Regions from separate parts of the Gossypium raimondii genome. Here region 2 is linked to region 1. Evidence: chromatin contacts called from public Hi-C data. All regions are on one chromosome and are shown on one strand. The core of a region is the stretch at or near the end of the contact, and the rest is flanking DNA. Distances in the headings are between cores, read along the strand shown.

Region 1 (5,426 bases), core at 966-3,465:
AGAAGATTGGAAAGTTGTTGCATGCTAGATGCCTCAACATATGATCAATTTTCAAGGACATTAAAATCTTACAGAACTGTTTGTAAACATCTGAGACTTGGTCTTCCGCAAATACGAGCTCTTTGCTGTGCGATGACAAATTAGAAAGGAAGGAAAATGGTCAGCGAAAAAACTAGAGGATTCATGGCAATAATATCACGATGGACACACCTTGATCAATTCCCTCCAAGTCCCAGCAGACATCCAAGTAACGTAAAGCCTTCCAATATTTTCTAAGAGCAACCTTATAGTCTTGTTTCTGTAAGAGGGGACAACTAGGAAAATTTAGCGTGTGGCATTGTAGCAGTAAATCAAATTCCAAACAAAAGAACAAAAGACATTGATAATCAAATGTATGGTAGAAAATGTGACATCATTAAGCATTCATAACTTGAAGAGAGTACCAGGCATACTCATTCATAAGAAAGAATGTACCATGCATAATCTAGGAAATGGGAAAAAAATGAGCAAATTAAACTGCAGAAAACTGTAACTATATATCAAATACCTTGTATTGCTCATTTGCAAAAGCTTTAATAGAGTCTACTGCCTTCATCCACCAAGAAATTTCATCTGGTTTTTTTTCAAGGTCAACTGGCCAATCAGGATATATATCACCATCCTTAAAAAAGTTGGATACTCCATCATCTGCCCCCTCAGGAATTTCTCCGCAATCAGCAATTATAACCTCTTGAGTGGGGTAATCACCATCCTTAGTAGCAACAAGCTCGATAGAACGAACAACACCCATTCCTTTTATAACCTTCCCAAAAACCACATGTTTTCCATCGAGATGAGATGTTCGAGTAGTTGTAATGAAGAATTGAGACCCATTGGTGTTAGGCCCCATATTAGCCATCGATAACATTCCTTTTCTTTCATGTTTTAACTCGAAATTTTCATCTTCAAATTTCAAGCCATAAATGGATTCTCCCCCAGTTCCATCACCAGCTGATATATCCCCACCTTGTATCATAAAACCTCGGATAATGCGATGAAAGCGCACACCCTATTAAATTGAAATTGCATTATTATTAAAAAAGGAAATCACTACAAAGTTTCTTACATAAGTAAAGGAAACTATTTGGAAGTGCATAGTCATCATTTTTGGCAGATTAATTTCATAATAGCAGAATTACAAGAAAACCATAACATTTTCCACATGCATCAAATTCTAACGTGAAGTACCTTGAACTGCCTGTGTGCCCATCAACATAGGACCTAAAGAGCGTAAAGGCATGTAAAACGAGAGCATATGATCATTCAACCAAAGTGAAATTACAAAAACAAGAAACCATCTAACAATACCATATTTAATGCCCTTCATTCTCTAAGTTTCAAGTTATGTCTACATGCATCAACATTAGAAGCAAACTGCATTTGAGAAAGGAAATAAAGGAGTTACATTGCTTCTTATTACAAGAATTCCCAGTTGAAAAAACAAACCTCAATTCCCAAGGAAAATTCAATCTTTTTTACTCTAGGAAATGCTCGCTTTACACCAAATAATACAAGATGTGCAAAGAAAACATGTAAGCTCTACCAATTACTCACTTACAAAGAAAACAAGTAACGAGCCACAATACATAAAAGAATCGCACACAGAAAAGGGTTTTACTTCACTCAAAGCAAAAGCCTCATTACCACACCCACTAAACTCAAACCAAAGAATTTGAACACCTTTTTGACATTCCAGGAGGAAAGAAAAAAGAATTAACACTAAAATAGAGATACTTTGATGCAGTCAAGAGTTGTAAATATAGGAAAGAGAAAAGGAAGAACCTTGTAATGCAGGGAGGCAGCAGAGTTAGGAGCAATGCCTTTCTCACCAGTGCACAAAGTCCTGAAATTCTCAGCAGTTTTAGGCACAACATCCGTGTACAACTCCACTACAATCCTTCCTTCTAGTTCTCCTCCTATACTTATGTCCAAATAACACCTTGGGTTCACCATTTTCCTTCTCTTCTTCAACTGAAAATGAAAACAACCCTAATCCCACTTGAACCCAAAAAAAGAAAACAAAAGGTCGTCGGTTCTGGCTTTGCTGGTTCGTTTTGCCGTGTTGGTTGGTTTGCTTTGGCAACAGCTGCCTGGTTTTAAGGGTGCCTTTGGAACCGTCGGATATTTGTGTAGAGTGAGTTACATGACACGGATTTTGAGGTTAAGGATGTGGGCTCAAATTTCCAGCCTCTCGAGAGATTAAACAACAATTCAATATAAAAAAAATTTTCACACTCTGTATTAAATAAAAGTGTTTTTTCCTCTTTTTTTTATTATTTATTTTTTCATAAATTGTTAACTAAAATTTAAATATTTTTTCTCTAATCTCCGACATTAACTATTAGATCAACTTAGATTTTAAATATGTTTTTCTACTCGTCGATGGATAATGATCTATCGTACCAATCGCCGAATCATCACTTGCAACTTGTTTGCAAAACTTTTTAAAAGAAAACTTAATAATCCAATGAATTAAATACAAACTTTTGAATAATCTACCGACTTAAATGAAAATTTTTAATAGTTTAATGACCAAATTGTAACTTTTTTTGTTAAGTAACCAAAACAAAAGCTTACTCAAAATTTAATGATTAATGTTGTAGTTTACCTTAAAAAAGTATAAACTCATAATAACAAATTTTGTAAAAGAAATATAATTTTATATATTTTCAACCATGAAGACATATTATTAACCATTTTGTAAAAATAAAGTAAGATTGATATATCAAATATTAACATAACTATTTTTATCATTACCCTAACTATACTTATGAAAGTGAAACATCAATTATGTACAAGTATGAAGTTTAAATGAGACTCATAAATCTCCCAAAAAATGATTAAGATATGGATAATTGAAAGTAAACTTCACACATTGTTATACCACGGCCAAAAAGTCCCAAAAGCTAACAAGAAGCTATTATTGGATAAATAAAGGGGACAAAGTTGGATGCCATTTAACACAGCTCAAACCCCTCAACTACAAAATTAGATAGAGCAGAAGGAATGAATCAATCTCAACAAACTTATTATTCTTTTTTAAACAATCCATTATTTGATTTAAGCATTAAAAATGATGAAAATATCAATTTAACGTTTTACCACGCGTATCATTTCCAGTCCTCTTAAAGCATTCCTCACTTCCCTGTGACCCAATCTAATGAGTGCAAAAACACATATGTATAAAGAGAATATAGTAAGATTATAAAATTAATTCAATTCATTCATGCGTACGTAATCTTCCTCCTCAGTTTGATATGTATATATAAAAAAAAAATTGATGCTGGATAAGTTTTTATTCATATTTCAACGTATATAATTTCAGTATTTTCAAACTCCCACTCTCTTTAGTACATTTGCTGCATTCTCATTGTTCCTTGAATTCTTTCTTTTGAATTTATAAGTTAATTAATTATATAATATAGCTTTTATGGAGCCTGTAGCCACTGAGACCTGCAATCCAAGTTGCAAATTATTTCCATTTGCTTTGAACTGAGGTGATGAGACTAGACCTTGAAAGGTCCCCATAATTACATCACGAAATGCACTCACCACATTTTTACAAACTTATATTTTTACATGCAGTGGTTCACATTTAGAAACCTACAAATATGTCATTCAAACCAAACAGAACCCTTCATTTGCTGCCTTAAAGAGAACAAGGTCTTAGGTATCTAGTTGACCACTTTGCAGTTCTTCCTTATCTCCCCATCTTGTCCCATTAGAACACCAATGTTGGCCATCTTCACCATTGATGCTCCAAAATCTTTTAAAAACAGATAAGGGTATCTGCTGTAGCTAAGCACCATTGAAGCAGTTCTATTATCTGTACTCAGAACATGGTCTGACTGCAAAAGACCAGAACTGTTGACAAGGTTTCTGTAGTAGCTGTTGTCGAATCTGTTAGTTGTAACAGAGTCTAAAGGAACTAAAGTGGTGTCTGAATCTACTTGATCCGGACACACAGTTTGAAGGCCTTTGAGAAGTGATGCTTCAAGATCTGGGTCTGGCTTGCGTGACCCACCAAAGTTGAATAGCCTTTGTTTGAAAGTGAAACATTGAGCAAAGCCAATGGTGTGAGCACCTGTATTTAGCATATATGAACTGTTCAGCATAAAGGCAGTGGCAATAAACAAGTTGTTGTTTTGTTTTTGAAGCACAAAATGATCAAAAGATTGATGATTATGGCATTGAATGAAAGCATGCCTGATAGAACAACCACATCCTTTGTATCAAGACCCTTTGCATTGAACTTCGCAATGATGTTATCTAAGGACTCAAAAGGTGATGGGAGTTCATTAGCTGCGGTCTTATTCGCTGTTCGGCCATCTCGGCGACCCAACGGTACCATCCAATACGATGCCCCTGCCTTATAGATTAAGAGCAGGGTTACCGACGGACCATGAACGATGATAATGATATAGAATCAGGTTAAAATTAGGAATGAAAGATGAAAATGTTACTTACAATATTAGCAGCTTCTCTTGCTGCAAGAGTTAATATATCAGTGCAAGAAACAGTTGATGGGCAAGCTTTCTCAACATTAGCCTTAATTTTGTCAATAACCTCATAGCCTCTTACTGAGTTTTGATTAGCCCTTGCTGTTTTTTCCCCCACAAATGTTGAGTCAATATCATCAAGTAAGATTGAAGCATCACATCCCTGCAGAGATTCAAAAAGTTATGTAAAGGAAAAAAAAATAATGCAGTAAAGCACTCCGACTCTTTTGCTTTTGGTTTTTTTTTTTTTTCTTTTGAAGTATTTGTGTCGGACACATGAGTAACATAGACCAGACATCAATATAGAAACCGAGAACAGTTTTATTACGTTAACAAAACAATCATGGAAGTGAAGTCGAACAAGAGAGGCCGCCATCCGAGTATCGTTAGCAATGGCTGACCAAACACCATATCTAACAATCCCTGTGAGACTGGGACAAGTACTGTCATAGAATCTATAATCGAGTTGACAAAACACCAGGTGACTCAGGAAAAAGATGTAAAACAAGTGAACAAAGGGACGTTTGAAGGCTTTTTGCTCCATATCAAAACACTGAAATTCGAATAACTGCCCGTCTTTTGCCAAAGCAGTGGAACTAAGAGCTATTTTATACTCCAATAACCTAAGGAGAATACAATACATTGCCAAATTTGATTATGTCATTTCTGCAGATAGTGGGGAGCCATTATCTGATGTCCCGTTCAATAGGTTTGGTACAATCCCATGTATTTCCCTTTGAAAATGGCTTAAAAGTGGCATCATGGTGTATTCCTCTAGCAAAAAGAGTTTCCATGGAAAGACAGTAAACTACACTCGCAAGTTTGACTTAAGTGTCTACATGTGAAGAAAATCTGGGCTGCTAAAGTTCCCAGGCATGCGATAATACC
Region 2 (5,426 bases), core at 1,670-4,169, 160 kb before region 1:
CACAGTCAAAGTTTTAGACAGGGCCTGCAAAAATTACCAATAGAAGGGTATAAGAGCTAGAAATCCCATGCAGGATGAGGAAAAAGTTCACATTATCAACCTGAGCCAGGCTTGGATAAGGATTTTTGTCCTCGGCCTGACCCAACCCGAATTTAAATTAAATACTTTTAAATAGTTTTAATTAAATTTAATTATATAAATATTAATATAAAATTATATTTTTAATATTTTATTATTTTTAAACGGTAATATAAGCTTTTGGGTGGGCAGGCCTGAGTTTTTTTTTTTAATTGAGCCCCGGCCCAGCCCATGGGCACCTCTAATCACCATATACGCACCCTTAAAGCAGCCTTCCGAAAAGATGAAGAGCGCAGATAAGCCTTCACGAGTTTGAATATCAGTATATCCAAGGGCACTTTCACATCGTTATACTTTTTTATCCAGGGATGACCTGTGGCAAGCAATTGTGAGTAAAATTACAAGAATGTAAAAATAATGAATATGACAGAAGATGAGTCACGCACTCAAAGCTTGGGCTGCAGTCAATCTTTTCCTTGGGTCCTTATTCAGTAAACGCTTCACAAAATCCCTAGCCTCAGAAGATAGAGATGGCCAAGGTGCTTCATCAAAACTTGGATCAGCTTTTAGAACAGCTCGAAAAATCCCAGACTCTGTTCGAGCCCAAAATGGACGACTACCACACAAAAGAATATAAGCAATCACACCTATGCTCCAGACATCTGCTTCTGTACTGTAAGACCTATGTAGAACTTCTGGTGCTACATAGTATGCACTACCAACAATGTCATTAAGCCTTTCATCTGAAATTGAAAAGGAAAAAGAAAACATGAAGAAATTAATCAAATAACTAAAGCACTATGGCTTAAGCAATACGAATTTGAGTACAAACCCGGTTTCACAAAATCAGACAAGCCAAAGTCTATAGCCTTCAATTGTGAATTTTCATCCTTTGATGTAAACAAGAAATTCTGGTCACAGAAAATAGCTAAATTTAGTATAATATCAGGTAGGCAATGGGCAAATTTTTATTATATACCTATTAAAACCTCTGCTGCTAAGAAGATGAAAATGAAATATGCTAGAATGAAGCACAACCAAGAAAACAAGCAGTAGTGCCTAGGCTTCGGTGACTGCTTAACCAGAATACTTAGCGCAAGGTTATCCTCAAGGAAAAGCCTTACATAAACCTTAGAAATCTTATATGGGACCACAAAACCAGTGTAATACCACCCAGAAAAAAAAATATCAGAAACCTTATTAGAACTGGAAAGATATTCACCTCAGGTTTAAGATCCCGGTGCACAACACCCTGGAGATGGCAAAAAGCAACAACGTTAAGTATCTGAATCATCACAGCTTTTGCATCATCCTCAGTGTATTTTCCGCCCCTGCATGATTAGAAGAATACACTTGATAGGTAATCAAATCCAAACTAAGTACATTCAGCCTCAAACTCTTATTTTGGAATCAGAATCAGAAGTAGCTATTATTAGAAGAAATACCTAGAAAGAATTCTGTCCAAGAGCTCCCCTCCTTCACATAATCTGAAAGATACATAGTAACTAATTAGAACCCATCACAAATCATCAAACCAAATGATCCTGAACACACTGAACCCAAAACCGAGTTCATGTTTTCGTATGGTACTTACTCCATCACTATGTAGACATTATCATGGTCCTCGTAGGCATCATAGAATTGTACTAAATTGCTATGTCCAGATAGAGCTCTTAATATTTTTACCTCCCTTCTAACATCCTCAATGGCAATTGCAGTAGTCATCTATAAACAAAAACACAAAAATCAACAAGCATAACATATCAATTCAAGGCACAAAAATAGCTATTATACAGAAATAAAATTGTAGAACATAACTCCGTGAGTATACATTTTAATTCCGAGTTATGATTACTCTGTTAAAAAAAAAATCAGCAAATTCAATATTTAAATTCATTTTCTTATTTCCAGTAAGTATAAAAATCTAACTGAGGGTCTTCTAGTCGGATCTCGTTTTTTTCACTGTCAAAGAATTTTAATTCAAATCCATAAGCGCAAAAAGGCAAAAGTTCTAAGATTAAAATAAATAAAGTAGATAAAAACAAAATGAAAATTAAAATGAAACCTTCGCTTTAGGTATAACTTTAACGGCAACTTGTTGTCCTTTAAGCTCTCCTTTCTTAAACTTCGCCGTACAAGTATAACCGAAATGGCCTCTTCCTACTTCGTCTCCGAGCTCATATTTGCTCCCGAAGTGCTTCGAGAAGCCGAAGCTCTTATCCAGTCCGGTACCGGTAGCTCCCGCTGCCTCTGCGTCGCTTCCTTCCGGGATCGCGGCCTCATTCGGCTTCACAGACCCGTGCCTCCGCGCAAGCACTGCCCTAATATGCTTCGCCGGAGACGGCGGAGGGAATGGCCTCCTGAAAAACCGTTTTGGAGTGGAATTGGTTGAAGATCTCGCAGGAGACTTTTTGGAAAACAAGTAGTGAGCTGGACTGGGACTATAAAACGGGAAAAACGGCGATTTCTTGCCTTCATTGTTGGGATTGGAGCTTTCTTTTTCTTCTTCTCCTTGTTTACCTTGATCTTCCTTGGAGTTTACTCCATCAGGTAAAGGAGAAGCCGAAACAGAGTTAGGCTTGCGGTAGATATCGTTATTCCGGGTATTGATAGAGGCATTTGTAGAATCAGAAGGGTTTGGGGAGGGTTTGGAGGTGCAAAGACCCATTGAAGTGTACGCCTATCTCTCTCTTTTCCCCGGAGAGTAGGATTTTGAATCTCTCCTTAAAGCCTTAAACCATTTCAACAAACTATAAAATTGAAATGAAAACTAATAATAAAAAGAAAACTCAAAGCTTTTGTTGTCTATGCTGTTTGAAAGCGTTAATTGGTGAGATAAGGAAACGACGGGGACTTCACTTTTTCGTTTATCAAAAAATTAATATTATAATTAAATTTTATGCATTTGAAACAGTAATTTTGACTTACCTCTACCGGATTCAGTATTTTGTTATTCATTCATAATAAATATGGAAACATAATTATTTTATTAATTTAAGGATGAATTTAGTATTAATTATAAAACTAAAATTTTAATATAATTTCATACAAATGTCTTTTCATTAATTTTTAACTAAATATTATTGTTTTGTAAGAAAATTTAAAATTAAATTTAGAACCTCGGCCAAATCCTTTCAAAGTAATTTAGCAAAATCATTTTAATCTTGTTGTGGTTAGTATGTTATGTTATGTGGTAATTGAAAAAGATGGGTTAGCTTTTTCGTGGGGCCAGTCCAGTGAATCATGATTTGGACTGATTTTCCACGTGGCGCAAACTTAGGTGGGTGGCTAATGAATTTAGTTTTTGACATGCAGTAATTTGGTGGCGAAATTTCGTGTTCCTCTATTTTTCGTGTTGAGTGTTTACTTACTTGCTTCAGGTTGGGATGTCGATTCTCCCTTCTTCTCTTTTTCTTTAGGGTGGGTTTGGATGGATGATTGGATGCGGTACAGTTTGTTTAGTTTATTTTTTGTCTCATGCTACAGTATCGCTATAGTATCTAATCTTACCGTTACCGTTGTTTTTACACTAACCGCAGGTAAACGCACTGCCCATCCAAACTCACCCTTAGTCTACCAAGAGTCGTTATACTATAATATTTTATTTTAATTTAATTCCTTCCATTAAAAATTCCTTCAAATTAATTTTTATATATTTAAATAATTTATTTTAAATTATTAATAATTTAGACAAAGATATCATATTCAATAGATTTATACCCATAAAAAACCTAACCATCCCAAAAAAATACACATGGTTGGATCATGAATAAATCAATTGGGTATGATTTATTTTGTCTAAGAGAGTAAATTTTAAAACTATACATGAACTTTTATCAAATGTGCAATGTCATATATGAAATTTGATTTTATATAATTTTATACATGAAATTTTGATTTGATTTAGTTTTCACAAATCGTCAACACAATTATCAATATAGCACCATTTTACATTACAAATACAAATAATTATCTTTATCAAATATAAAAATAAATCGATATATTTATTTCTTTAAAAGTTTACAATTGAATCAAAATTAAAGTTTTGTGTAACTATAATCAAAGTTTCATGTGTATGATTGCATCAAATCAAAATTCATGTATCAAATTGCTCATTTAAACAAAGTTTATGTATAGTTTTAATATTTATCCCTTTGTCCAAATTATCACTAACTTAACAACAAATTGTGATGGTGTCATGATTTGAATAAATTTTTAATCTACAAGGACAAATCCAGAGCAAATTTTAGTAGAAGGACTAAAATGAACTTTACATAGTAATATAGGGACTCATAATACCATTTTTTTCAGTTCCTAGAACTCAAAACTACTTCGTTTTCATGGACAAGGCTCTCATTCCATCCGGGAAAAAAAGTGTATTCAATTTAATGATGATAAAATGTTAAAGATATTGTCCTGAATAAAGAATTGTCCAAATTTTTGTTTTAAGAGAGTTAGACGATTTCATAATAATAAAATATGTAATGGTTGACATTTGAAATTTTGCACACCAAACAAATATATAATAAACATGATTAACTTAATACACATATATTATTCATGCCCAGGATCTTGAGTTTGTGATATACGTTTAATAATTTATTTGCATGATTAGTATAAATATATAAAATTATCAGATTTAATGAAAAGATATATATCTTGGCTTTGATTTGCCTCTGGGTTGCCAAATAATTGCTGAGGAAACTTCTTCTTTTTTCTTTTCTTTTGTATTGATGAATTTTCTAATATTTGTTTCCTTAAGATATAAGCTAATATTAGTAATCCACATTTCAACAACAAGGATTCATTTTCTCATGCTGTCATCAAAGTGAAATAATAATTTTAATACTTTAATCTTTTTAAAATTTTAATATTGATGAAATATATATTTAGTTAAATAATATGATCTTTAGTAAATATCTAATTGGTTAAAAGTTGAAATCTTATTATAAAATTTTATTTAAATAAATAAAAATAAGATCTAAGTTTTTTTAGGTTTTATCCATTTTTACCAATTAATCAATTTACACGGATTTTATCTGTTCATTTTAATTTTAATATAATAATAGTATAAATTACAATTAAAATTTAATTCAAAATGAATATAAAGTATATTTCAATATTTATTAGAATTTATCCAATCAAATTTTTAATTTTAATATTAGAAACATTCTCTTAATTTAATATTTATCCAATCTCAAATAGAAATTTATAATGACAACTTTGCCATAATATATTGTTAAGATAAATCTTAAATTATACATGAACTTTGATTGAATATGCAGTTGTTTATATGAACTTTAATTTGGTGCAATTATACACATGAAACTCTAATTGTGGTTCAAATG

What was found. Hi-C and Micro-C count contacts between places; a contact is called where the count stands out from the background.
Region 2: a contact with region 1 is called in a Hi-C map of leaf, with 1.8 times the contacts expected there. The contact joins the promoter of LOC105763350 here to the promoter of LOC105763348 in region 1. A contact is called at or near these places in 2 of 2 Hi-C or Micro-C datasets (both in leaf).

What each region holds. Positions count from the first base shown.
Region 1 is chr12:13,382,120-13,387,545 of ASM2569854v1, reverse strand. It overlaps LOC105763348 (peptidyl-prolyl cis-trans isomerase CYP40), which reads right to left and starts at 2,215. Exons shown (of 9, transcript XM_052625634.1): 1 at 1,822-2,215; 2 at 548-1,048; 3 at 211-298; 4 at 73-125. The coding sequence starts at 1,992. LOC105763347 (peroxidase 10) reads right to left here and starts at 5,105. Exons shown (of 4, transcript XM_012581548.2): 1 at 4,867-5,105; 2 at 4,507-4,701; 3 at 4,246-4,408; 4 at 3,410-4,123. The coding sequence starts at 5,082. The coding sequence ends at 3,714.
Region 2 is chr12:13,543,636-13,549,061 of ASM2569854v1, reverse strand. It overlaps LOC105763350 (CDPK-related kinase 5), which reads right to left and starts at 2,919. Exons shown (of 11, transcript XR_001124173.2): 1 at 2,144-2,919; 2 at 1,673-1,803; 3 at 1,524-1,565; 4 at 1,301-1,409; 5 at 911-989; 6 at 525-821; 7 at 339-451; 8 at 1-24.